Linked DNA regions of Mus musculus: regions 1 and 3 are each linked to region 2. A link is a contact called in public targeted proximity ligation data. All regions are on one chromosome and are shown on one strand. The core of a region is the stretch at or near the end of the contact, and the rest is flanking DNA. Distances in the headings are between cores, read along the strand shown. Region 1 holds the start of D930032P07Rik (RIKEN cDNA D930032P07 gene). Region 2 overlaps Glis3 (GLIS family zinc finger 3). Region 3 overlaps Glis3 (GLIS family zinc finger 3).

Region 1 (3,974 bases), core at 360-2,859, 160 kb before region 2:
CCTCCCAGGGCCGCCGCCGTCGCAGCCTCGCGCGGGCACACACACGGCCCTCCGGCCGTAGTTCCGCGCTCCGGCCACGGGCTTGGATGCGAGTTTTCCTTTCCGAAGGAGGCAGAGCCGGCGTGGAGCGCTGAGGGGGCTCAGCCTCCACCCACGCATCGCTAGTGTTGTCACGAGCGGGCTGGCCGGGAGAAGGGACTCGCTCGCCTAGCTTTGTTGTGGAAATCCGGTTACCTGGTAAGTGGATGCCATAGGAACTTTGTTCTGCAGGCGAGGGACAGAGAGAGAAGGCGCTAGAGAGTGTGGGGGCGGTCAAGCCTGGGGACGCAAACTCGGGATTAGAAAGAGTTTCTGCATGCCGGCTTGGTGGCATTCGCACGGGTTTGAGGACAGGAGCACACCAACTCCCCCAGACTCACAGGGCTTCTAGAGACCTAGGCACACCTTACCGAGGCTGATGGCAATACTCATTTAGCCATCAAACTGGCTGTCAGTTACCTAAGAGCGCGGGGTGTAGACAGAAAGGAAACCAACAAGGTGTGGAAGTTTCGTTTATGAGGGAGAGTCTCCGTGCCTTTTAACTGAAAATACAGGTACCAGAAGGTTACACAATCAGGGCCAGATACAGGGCGAGCACCGGGGTCCTACTTAGGGAAACTTTGGCAAAGTGGGGAGTGATGGGACTTTGAGGTCTTTAGCTCACAGTCGGGGTTGTAGTTGTCTTTTCGGCTTCCACGTGTTTATGGGGCGCCACGAAGGCTGTTTTTCACTTCTCCGTCTCATCCAAGTTGGTGTCCCCATTGTTCAGTGAGGTCCTCGGGTTTGGGGGCACAGCTACTAGTTAGGAGCGGTGCATCGACCCGCAGCCGCCAAGTTTTCAACTGTAACCTCCCACGCCACGAAATCGCAGACACATTCAGACACCTAGCACTCCCCGCCGGGTTTGTCACCTCGCGTTTACATTTTTATGGGCCGGGGACAAAATGTCAGCACTGTTTGGGAAATGTCTGTCTCGAGTCCCGCTTCAAGGCTCCGGTCCCTATAAATGACCCTGTGTCTATTTTGAAGTCGGTCGGGATCACTTTCTGGAAAGCGTGAGTGAGCTGTTGGCTCTCCTAGACACACACCTTGCCCCAAGCAACAGTTCCAAGTTACTCACTAGAGCTGACAAGTCACCCGGGGGACGAGAAACTCACCCAAGTGTCTGAAAACCTTGACCAGGGCGGATTTGTCATCCTACTATGGATGATTCAAGTAGGTACCTGGAGGAAACTTTTGGAGGTTTCCTTTTTTTTTTTCTTTTTTTGGCAAAAAGGTTCGTCGAGGTCGCGCCCTTAGATCTGGTAGTGTGTTTGGGAGGCAATAGCAAAACGACACTCGTGGGGGCAGGGAGGGTAGTCGCCCCGTGGTCCGGACAGGGTCACAGTGCAGGGCCCTATGTACCCCAGTGCGGCTCCGGGTGCTTTGGCCAGCAGGGTCCCCCGCAGCCCGGCTTCCTAACTGGCGGCCTTTCAGCCCCTTACTTACTCAGAAAGTGGTTGCACAACAGGAAGCCGGCACGAGTTTGTTTTGTTTTGTTGCGTTCTCTCGCTCGCGCCGCGGGAGGGGGAGGGGGGAGAGCGGGGGCGGTCTGGTTGCCCAGAGCACCGGGAAGGCTCCACTTCACCTCCGGACCCGCCCCTCGCTCACCTCCGGAGATCCCTGAGGCTAGGACCCAAGACCCCCCGCGGGGCAAAGGTGTGTGGGTGTGCCGTGTGTGGGAGGGTGCTGAGGACCCCAGGAGGGGTGTTCACCCACTGTCCCGGGCCGCACATCTTGACCCCGCACCCCTAGCCACTCCTGGTTCCTCTGCTCTGTGTACCTCCCTTCCTGGCTTGTCTTCCTTGACATCCGCTAGGTCCCATGGGATAGAGTGTAGGGGATCACTTCCGGAATTCTCCAGAGCAGTGCCCGCAGGGACTGCACTCCAGCAATTGCAATTGGAGAGGACACCTTTCCAATTCCTTAGAGCTTTAGGACTTCAACATCTCTTGAATTGGGGGTAGTGGTCTCAGGTGGCCCTAGAGTTGGTGAGGAAAGAGAAGTTTATACAGCTCCCCCCAGTGGACCAGTTCTCTGGGTTATGGGACCCAGAGAAAGAACCCCTGCCAAACTTAAGCATCTAGAAAAAACACTGAGGCTCACAGTGGAGAGCATTTCTTGGCCCGAAGGTGAACTCCAGACAAATGCAAACTCTCTTGTGTCCGTTCTGAAGCTTTGATGAGTCACGATTTCTTCATTGGGAAGTAGCCAGGCCCGGTTCCCTAAATGTCTCCGTGCCCGTTGGACTTCAATTTTTAGACTACGTTAGGAATTTTGATTCATTGTAAAAATGAATTTGGGTTAGTTTAAAAATTCTTACTCCTCCTTTTTCTCTTTGGTTTCCTGTGAGGCTACACAAAGCAGGTGCAGCCTGCAAAAGTTTGCAGAAAAACAATGAAGGCTGTCCCTGGAAATGATCTATAGAGAGAGAACTGTGTGAGAGGGCACCCCCCCCCCTTCTCTAGTGAGAACTGCTGACATTTAAGGCCTTTACTAGGATCTGCTACAGTGTTCATTTAGAGGAGCTCCAGCCCCTCCCCCTTGAACTGAAGGAGGCTTTCTTCCCATTCTTATTGCTACTTAGTTCGTGTCTTTTCTTTCCTGTCAGGACTCAGGCCTCCTTCAGAGTGAGTAATTACTTCTGTGTGCTCTGGGTGGATTCCCTGTCTCCTTGCTTCCCTTGAGGTCAGTTCAGGTAGAGTGGCTTTTCTTCACGCCATCGTTGGTCCATCCAATGTTTCCACCAGTTTCATTGGCGATTCTACCAAAGTTCTTCCGGTTAGCAGAGTTTGGATACCTGGAGTTGTCCCGTTTGGAAAGTGACTCTCCTTGGATGGACTCTGGAGTATACCTAGTGGGGTGGATTTTTTGCCTGACCCAAAAAAAAAAAAAAAAAAAATCCCGACTGGGGACAGTTGAATGGCTGGAAGTGATGCTTTGTAAAAGTTCTGCCTTTCTTCATGTGGCATTCAGGATCATTTGATTTTGGAGGACTGCCAGTGTTCTCTCTCACTAGCTCTCCTCCCCGAAACGCGTCCCCCGTTGCCTTTACTACTAGTAAAGTAGGCCTGAGGGCATTCTGTCTATATTGGCATCATAGTTATTGATCACCGGAGTTGGAATGTTAGTTTGTAATTCTCCAAGATGGCAAGAGTTGTTCTGAAGTTGCTGATCCTGGGAAAGGAGCCAGAACCTACTCTTACCCTTTGTGGAGAAGCCATTTCCTGTGTTTTCTGCAATTATTTCTCTATAGAGGAAGGAAGTTATAGTATAAATAAGGTGCCAATACAGGCTTAACTCTTTAATGTTTGGCTGGTTGATAAACTCAATCAGGACTGAAGTAAAAGAAAAAAAGACACATAGGTAGTCTTTGTAACGAAAATACAATTTTATTCAAGGAGAAAGAGGCAAAATGAAACCTTGAACATGGTATTAAGATGAACTGAATTAAAAGATGCCAAAGTTTCAAGTTTTCCTAGTTACCTACTTTAGGCAGAGTTGACACACAGGCCAATATTTTTAATTGAGGTAGAAAAAAATCCATATGGAAGAGCATGCCTGCTAGCTTCATAAACAGGACACAACCAGCTTACAGGCCACACAGACACCTCCGGTGGTGGCCCTTCTTTAAGGCAGTGGTTCTCAACCTGTGGGTTGCCACCTCTTGGGGTGTCACATATCAGATATTTAGATTATGATTCACAACAGTAGTAAAATTGCAGTTATGAAGTAGCAATGAAATAATTTTATGGTTGGGGGGCTCACCCCAACATGAATTATGTCAAAAGGTCATAGCATCAGGAGGGTTGAGAGCCCTAACTTCCCATGTTCTTGTATTTAACAAGTGTCTTGGAATAGTTCAAGCTTTGTTTGATCTGCACACAACTTTATAG
Region 2 (4,134 bases), core at 326-2,825:
TTTTCTATGTGATTAATAGTTCCTGTAGTAATCACTGAGTCAGCGCTTTTAGACAATCATAGGACAATGGACGTGTTAACCCTGGACAGTGTGTGTGTGTGTCTGGGAAACCCAGGACCAGGACAGGACATGCCTGACTTCACATTTAACTAACTGTGGGCAGTCAGGTAGCCTTTTCCTGTATGAATACTCTGGAGCCTAAATAGCTATCATTAGTCACATAGACTTGGATGAGAAAGTGGAGTGACACCTGTCTGCCTGCCTGCCCTTATCTGATGGCACAGAGTTTATATTTTATTTCCTTGGGTCAGAAACATGCATGTCAGTAGGAAGAACAGCTAATTCTTTAGGAGAATTTTAAGGACATTTTAAAAGATGATGAACTTGAGAAATGACTTAGAAGCTCTAAAATAAGACTGCGCAGTGGGCTGAATAATGGGTCTTGGTCCTATTTCATTGGAATATTGTTGTAGGCCAGGGTATGGAAACCCTGCTTCATGTAGCATCGGTACTGACAATGTGAACTCCAGGACTATTCCTTTTCTTATCTGATCATTGAATGCACAGTATGAAGTATACCATACCCTGGAAGTCAGATAAATACACGAGATATTCTCTTCTAGAATTCACAGTGTAGGGATGACCCACAAGTATATGTCAAATACAAAGCAGGAGGCCGTGAATGAAACGTCCCTTGGCAAGCTGGGAGAGGTTTCCAGCTCTGCATATAGAGACCCGACTGCCTTTTAAAGGGAGGCTGCCATCTTGAAAGGAGAGTCAATCTCCTGTAGAGAAAGAAAGGAGGTCATTTGATTGGAGCTACTACAATGTCCCATTAGAAGAAATGACCCTTCAAAAGTTGCATAGATCTAGATACTGGGTCAGAGTGGAGTGGAAGGATGTAAGGTCCCCCGCCAAAGGACATCTGGTGTCCAATCAGGACATTACTAAAATTTGGACAGTTACAAGCCCAGTTAGTATAAATGGAAATCTAGTTAATAAAAGCCAAACCCGTAGGCACTACCTTCACTGGGGAAGCAGCACTAGTTTGGTGCATGGGAAACGAACCATTGATTGACTCCAGCCATTTCCACTGTCTCTTAGGTTTACAGTTTAATTCTTTACTACAGTGAGCCTATGGGCTGGGTAAATGGCTCAGTTGGCAGAGCACTTTCTAGACAAATTTGAGGGGCTAGTGGAGATCCGAGTACTCATATAAACTCCTGGGTGTGGTGGTGTAGTTCTCTAATCTAGGCACCCAGGGGAAAAGACACAGAGGGATTCCTGCAGCTCGACCTGATGTCTAGATTCAGTGAGCAAGACCCTCTTTTATAAATAAGAGAGAACTGAGGAAGACGTGGTATGTCTAAGCCTGGCCTGTACATGCACACGCACAAATGTGCACAGCACACCACCTTTCTGTGTGTATGTGTACACACACAGTGTATCTGTTGGTGAGACACACATTGTTTTTCCTTGCCGTGTGAGCAGCTGGCGAGCCACCTAAGCGAGGACAAGCCAAAGCTTTCCTGCTGTGGACTTTAAAGATAAACAATTAAAGATCTGGGTAGGCCCAGAGAAGGAGAGCAGGACTGTTTGATCAATTATGTAAAATGATTAACATGTGGACAGAGGCCATGTCCATTATCCTGTGCACGAGTAGCTTTCCTTTAGTTAAATATTTCCTTTAATAATCTGTAAAGAGACTGAAGCACTGTTAAACAAAGCTGGGGCCTGGTGCTCACTGTGCTGAGCGCAGCAGCCTCAGCCTTTTCCAGATACTGCTGAGGTTCATTTTGGGTGGTTTGCCCCCAGCTCACACTGATTAATAGGGAATAGAGCTAAACGCTTAAGATGTTTAGTGGGAAGGAAAAAAAGTCAATCAATTATTCTCGATATGACTCTCTTTTCCTAGTGAGCCTTTCAGGCCCCAGGACTGAGGTTGGCCCCAGCCTTCTGTAGATGTCTTCCTGGGGCTGCACTGGCTGCATTTTCATCCTTGGTTGGGTTACCCAAGGCCAGGCCATTTTCCTATGGCGGGTCGCAGGCATTAGATTGGCAGTGTTTCCTGTGGGTCCTGGATTTTTACTCTTAAATGTAAGGGCAGCTTCTCAGACTTACCATTCAGAACAATTTCTGTGTTTTAGAAGGTTTCATTGATGGCATTTCTCTGGGAACCCAGACTGCTGAGTGTGCCCTCTGGAAGAAGCGCTACTATGCTGAGTTCTCCTTGGCCACGCCCTCTTCAGGCCATTCCCAGTCAGTGTGTAATAAAAGGTTAGATGATACTAACAAGACTGGAGTTTGAGGGAAGTTATGGAGAAGGGGAAATGGAGGACTCCGCTGTATAAAAACATCGAAAGTAGGAGTGTGTTCCCAATTTCATGCAGGGTGGCTCCTTCTGAGGGAGGCTCTGAGCCATTTTGAGGCCCTCCTAACTGGCCCTGTGTTTGCCCTCTGCACAAAGTAGGGGCTTACTTCAGGGAATCATGGCAAGATACATCCATGCATAGAACAGCCAGTGTCTGAGAAAAGTTTCAGAGTGTTGGCCTTCCCAGAGGGAACTGAGTTTTGACAAGGAAGGAAGGACACACTAAACCTCTCCCTTCAACCTAAAATTCCTCCAGGGAAATGGAGGGGAAAGAAAATGATTTTGCTGTGAACTGTTAGGTTAATTTAATCCTCACAGCACTCCTTAAAAATAACCGGTGGGTCTTGAGACTCGGAATATGTTCTTCTACTACATACCCATTCACTGTGTACACTAGGTCCTGCCATAGTTCAATAATTAATATGTAACAGACCTTAACACACACAGACATACACACACACCATACCCCACATGAAATTTAGCTGCTCAATACATTGAGGTTCATTGCTCTGTTATTTCTACTTGTGTAAGATACTTAGCATTTTCCAGAATAAAGTATTAAAAATAAGTAAACTATTTTGACCTAACTTTTGGAATGAAGAGCGTGTTCTCTTCCCCTTCCACACGACAGCAGCACCTTGCTTTTTGCTGGGTAAGCTATGAGAGAGAGTTGGCCAGTTTCCCAGTGTTTCTGACAGTTTCTGAAATCACCTTGTTCAAGAATGAGGTGAGGGCTGGGTGTGGTGATGTACATCTGCAATCCTAGTACTTCCAAGGCTTCTGCAGGAGCTTGGGGAGTTTGAGGCCAGCTTGGGATAGGTAATGGGGGAGGACAGGGGACAGGAGAGGTGTGCATCGCCCTTAGGCAGTGATCTGAAAAGGCAACAGATAAGAGCGGGGAGTATTGTAAAAGATGTTGAGATGATTGCACACGGTCGCGGACAGTTTTGGATCTCTGGCTTGGTATAATAAAAGTTTATTTATTTTCCAGGTTGTAATACAGCATTTTTGCAGTTGTGCAGTAACTCAGGATCCTTCAGTATGGGTGTGGCAACCTGAGCCCACTATGAAGGAGATCCTAATGATTATTACAGAGTGATGCGTTTCTTCCTTCGTATCATTGGGCAGGACTCAGGCACGTGGTGTATAACAAACAACTGCAAGGGAGGCTGGGAGTGTGGTCTCCCCGTGGACTCAGGAGAAAACTTGGGAGGTATCAGTTTTTGGAGCCAAAATCGCCCCTCATTTCCTCTCCCTGTGCAGGTCTTTTCTGACCTCTTGAGGAGAAGGGGCACTTCCGTCAGTTTACTCTGAGTTTCCTGTGAGGGTGCTGACCACATCTCATCACACTGGTTGGTTGGTTGGTTGGTTGGTTTTTAAGGGAATATTCCTTTTAATCAGTGCTAGCCTTGAAAGTTTGCTTTTCAGTTTGCTAAGTCTTTCCCAGGCCATCCGTCTTTCCCCCTCATTTTTGCTTTCCAAAGATTCCATTGGCATCTGATCACCACCGCTGGGAAACTCTCCTTATCTCATATGGATTACTCAGTTTCCCCCCCACCTTATCCTAATTACATGTTCTGGGTGCATGATTTGCGGTTGATCATCATCTTCTAACCCCTGAGGCTGTGTGGTGTTTTCCTGTCCCACAGGCTCTTGCCCTGAGGAATATCCTGTCATTATCGAGGGCAATGTCACAGATGAATCACCAAGACATTCACTATGGAGCAAAGAAATTTGGGTGTTACAGCTACTTCGCCAAGGGC
Region 3 (3,890 bases), core at 1,149-3,648, 130 kb after region 2:
GAGTACAGGTAAAACTTCAAGCATTGTGAATTCTAGTTTATTTTAGGCATCTTATTGGAAAGTTTAAGAAATAGTCGGTTGGCCTGGCATGGTGGCACATACCTTTAATTCCAGCACTCAGGAAACAGAGGCAGGCAGATCTCTGTGAGTTTGAAGTCAGCCTGGTGTACAAATCCATTTCCAGGACTGCTAGGGCACAGAGAAACCTTGTCTCAAACAAACAAACAAACAAACAGAGAAGAAGGAGGAGGAAGTTACTTAAGAAAGAGACAGCTAGGTGGTACCTAAATAATCCACACAGATGTCCGTGTGGCTTTCGGAAGGAGTTCTAGAAAGTCAGTTGCCAGCACTCCTCCCCTAAGAGTTTACACATAGAGCAGAATGGGCTCCAGAGAATTAGGCCCCAGCTTCTGTGTAAGAGCTGTTTTTCAGATGATTGGAACAGGAATTTTTCCATCTTTAGCACTCTAGTGCCCTCTCTGGATGGATATCTCAAATCCTCAGTCCTTGCGCCTGTCCCTGCTCCTGAGCCCTGTGCCTTCTGGGCCTCTTATTTGTTGGGTACTGTCCCCTGCTCTCCAGAGGAGAGTCTCTTTTGGCTGCTCCTTCAGAGCAGGGCTTATCTTTATCAGCCCAGAAGGTTTCATAGAGCTGGAGTCACCAAGGTTTCTATCCCCCAAAAGAGAGATATTCCTCTGTATTCAGAATATAAGATTATGATATTTAATGCCCCCTTTGAAAATGCTCTGTAGCCTCGGGAGTACTTAATCTCCCACGTCACACTGAGAATTTCCGATTCTAGAAGCTTCACTCTCATCACATTCTGCCCATCCTCCAGCTGTATCACCTCTGTCTCTCTTTCCAGGTTCTGCAGTCATTTTAATGTCAGCATTTCTGGAGCCCCTTGAGCCTGACGGTCAATTCCCCTTTCTCTGACTAAGTACATTAAAAGACGATAAAAACAATAAAATTACATGAGTTGAGGACAAGCTTTTGTATTTCAGTTCATTTCTTTTTCAGTGCCACAGACACAGTGCGATCGGAGTCTTTAGCATTTTCAAGATATGCACGTACGTACACTGTTAATTTCACTGTAATACCTACCCCACATCACCGCCTTTGCCTCTGCATTTGGGCGTGATTGTTGTTTTTTCTGAGTGTGCAAAGGATATTAATGGACTTAGAAACTAAAATAGCCACCTGTATATGTGTATAGGATATAATTTACCCTTCACTCCAACTCAACTGCATTAAAATTACTAAGAAATTGATTGGAGGTACCTTGTGGACCCCATTTCTTTATGAGTATGGATGAGAGCCTCTAGCAGCTGACATCTGAAGAAGGACATTCCTGGGCTTCAAAGGTACAAAACTCTGATTCTGTTCCCAGAGCTTAGTTAAGAATGGCGGGGCAACATCACAGGAAGCCGTACTCTGTTCTTTCATAGAATTTGTCATTTTCAGTAGAATCCATTGACTGGTTTATTGGCATCCAATTTCCTGACCTGCCAATGTATGTAATTCATAAAAATTTCATGTTGGAAAGATGGGGGGAGGTGTAAATCCAGAACTTTTACTCTGTTCTCATGTGTGGCAGGAAGGTCTCAGAGAGCTTTACACATCTCACTTGCAAAATAAAGTAGAAATGAGTGAGAATTTGTACCATATGTCCACTTATTTTTCGAACTTAGAGGAATCGAGTGATTTGAGCTCATAAATTGTTGATCGTGTAAGAATTTCCTCTTCAGAAATTTCATGCAGGCCTGTGAGACTGATGATTGGCTACAATGAAAATGGTGTTTAACTTTCAGTAACTCGGGTAGTCATTATTTTTACAAAAGTCAAGTATTTGAAAATTTCATATCTTTCTATCTTTATGTATGTGACTTGAAATGATGAATAGTTTTCAAATTCACCCTCTATAACTCTTAGTCTTGTAGAGAATACTTTAGCACCTCACATGTCACATCAGTCAAAAATCAGTCAGTGTTTTCCTAAAGACAGGAGAGTCTAAGGCGAGCCACCAAATTTTCTTCCCTCTGAGAAGGGGGAGTATCAGCTACATGCCATGGTGCCATAGTATGACCGTGGTGGGGACCATAAGCCCCTTTCTTCCCCATCCCTCCCTTTCAAACCTTGTTTATTCTACTTAGAGGACCAAGATTGTATAGCAAGGTGAATTTAGGCGGTTTATACCTTGGAACCTACTTTGAAACTCATAGTTAATTTTGGGTAATAATTTGTGTTGCCCTCATCTCTTCCCCCATTCCAGTGGCTAGCCTGTCATAAGACATTCACTTGGCAAATAGAAGCTTATAACAAACTGAAGCGTGCTGTCTGGCTTGAGGACTTTGTACTGTTGAGGTGACCTCTGTTTCTGCTCCCACAAATACCTTCACTGTTCCACACTGGGAGCAGGCTTCTGTCCCTCAGCACTGAGCGCCACTGGTCAGTGGAGACTATCCTGTGTACAAAGGATGTTTAGCAGCGTGCCTGCCTGGCACCAGCTGCTCAGAGGAAGTCCTTCTACCTCCAGTACACAGTCATGCTCAATCTAAAACGTCTCCAGTCTCTGATGAAGTCTCTTTAGGGGCAAAGTCACCTTGGTTTAGAGTTATAGTTAAAATATGGCAAACTGATACTCTTTCATTGCAGAATATTACAAGGGAATTACGTTGAATTACGTTGAATTCTTAGGCTGGAAACAAGTTCTCCCCAAATCATAGATTTGTTTGCCTAAATGAAATAGAATGGGAGTTTATTATAAATAAAACCAATCAACCAACCAAAATTGCCTTCTCACAATAGAAAGCCTGTAAGATTAAATTAACTTGGAATTTTTCTTTCTAGCATTAGAAAATTCTCCTTCTGAGTATTTAATACTAACTCTCAACAGTATTGGTAAAATAACAAGGGCCCCGTCCACTCTTCTGTGGTAACGCCTGAGTTAACCAGGAGGGTCTATGCCTAGTAGCAGTGGCTGTTCGATTATGCAGCCCTGTGAACCACCTGTAATAATTGTTTCCCAATTACCTTCATGCCAGCCTTTTGCATTTAGGTGGAGATGAAAACTGAAATAAAATTCCGACTTCCTGGTTCTGTGTGAATGCTGGGCATATTATTCATTTGCAATACAAAGCAGCTGTGTAATTCCAAATGAGATATTCTATCTGTGCTAGCTAGTGTTTACCATCAAGGCACCAAATTATCCCTGAATCTATTTGAAGTTCATTACCCAGCTTTCTCAACTGAGAGCACACTGTGAAAATGCACCCCCCCCCTTAGTTTTATTCAATTTCTAGGCAGTGGGGCTGAACTGCCTACATTTCCAGTCCTGACTTGATTCAGAATGTGACCCTTTGAGACTCCTAATGAGACTGGCCCAGGAGTCAGAAACAAGAGACTTGGGATATTTTTACTTTTACATTAAAATATTGAGTATTTTTGAGACAGGGTTTTGCTATGTAACCCTGGCTGGCCTAGAGCGAACTATGTAAATGATATGCTGGCCTTGAACTCACAGACATCCATCTGACTGTGCCTCCCAAGTGCTGGGACTAAAGGCATATGCCACCACACCCAGCCATATTATTTGGTTAATTAATACACAGGAAACAGTGTTCAAGTCCACTTTCTTTTTGGGAACAGCAACTTTCTAGATGGACCTAATAGCTGTCCTGGGCCTTTGGAGACCACAGTACAGCAAAAGTAGTCATTGACTATCAGGGTCAATGTTATTATGGTCCTGAGACTTTGACTTCCCAGAAACTGGTCCTGATTCCTGTCTTATCAGTTTTGATGAAGCCCCTAAAGTGCCATGCACCTGGTCAGTGTGAGGTGCAACGATCTCTCCTGGGTAGAGACATTGTTCAGTTTCAGACCTTGACTCC

The links.
Region 1: a targeted proximity ligation map of pancreatic cancer cells shows a contact between it and region 2. A contact is called at or near these places in 2 of 39 promoter capture datasets (hippocampal neurons and stem cell-derived epiblast-like cells), 5 of 130 datasets of targeted methods (embryonic fibroblasts, embryonic stem cells, kidney and 2 more) and 3 of 9 other capture datasets (adipose tissue, liver and pancreatic islet).
Region 3: a targeted proximity ligation map of kidney shows a contact between it and region 2, with 2.6 times the contacts expected there. A contact is called at or near these places in 14 of 484 Hi-C or Micro-C datasets (3T3-L1-derived adipocytes, brown adipocytes, conventional type 1 dendritic cells and 7 more), 4 of 130 datasets of targeted methods (a beta-TC-6 cell line, fibro-adipogenic progenitors, kidney and 1 more) and 1 of 9 other capture datasets (embryonic stem cells).

Annotation. Positions count from the first base shown.
Region 1 is chr19:28,675,859-28,679,832 of GRCm38.p6, reverse strand. D930032P07Rik (RIKEN cDNA D930032P07 gene) reads right to left here and starts at 1,609. Exons shown (of 5, transcript NR_045330.1): 1 at 1,528-1,609. Glis3 (GLIS family zinc finger 3) reads left to right here. Exons shown (of 11, transcript NM_175459.6): 1 at 1-237.
Region 2 is chr19:28,518,427-28,522,560 of GRCm38.p6, reverse strand. All of the region lies in intron 4 of Glis3 (GLIS family zinc finger 3), which reads left to right. Among named protein-coding and RNA genes, the nearest start is that of Gm35866, 160 kb to the right of the region's middle.
Region 3 is chr19:28,389,624-28,393,513 of GRCm38.p6, reverse strand. All of the region lies in intron 4 of Glis3 (GLIS family zinc finger 3), which reads left to right. Among named protein-coding and RNA genes, the nearest start is that of Gm35866, 27 kb to the right of the region's middle.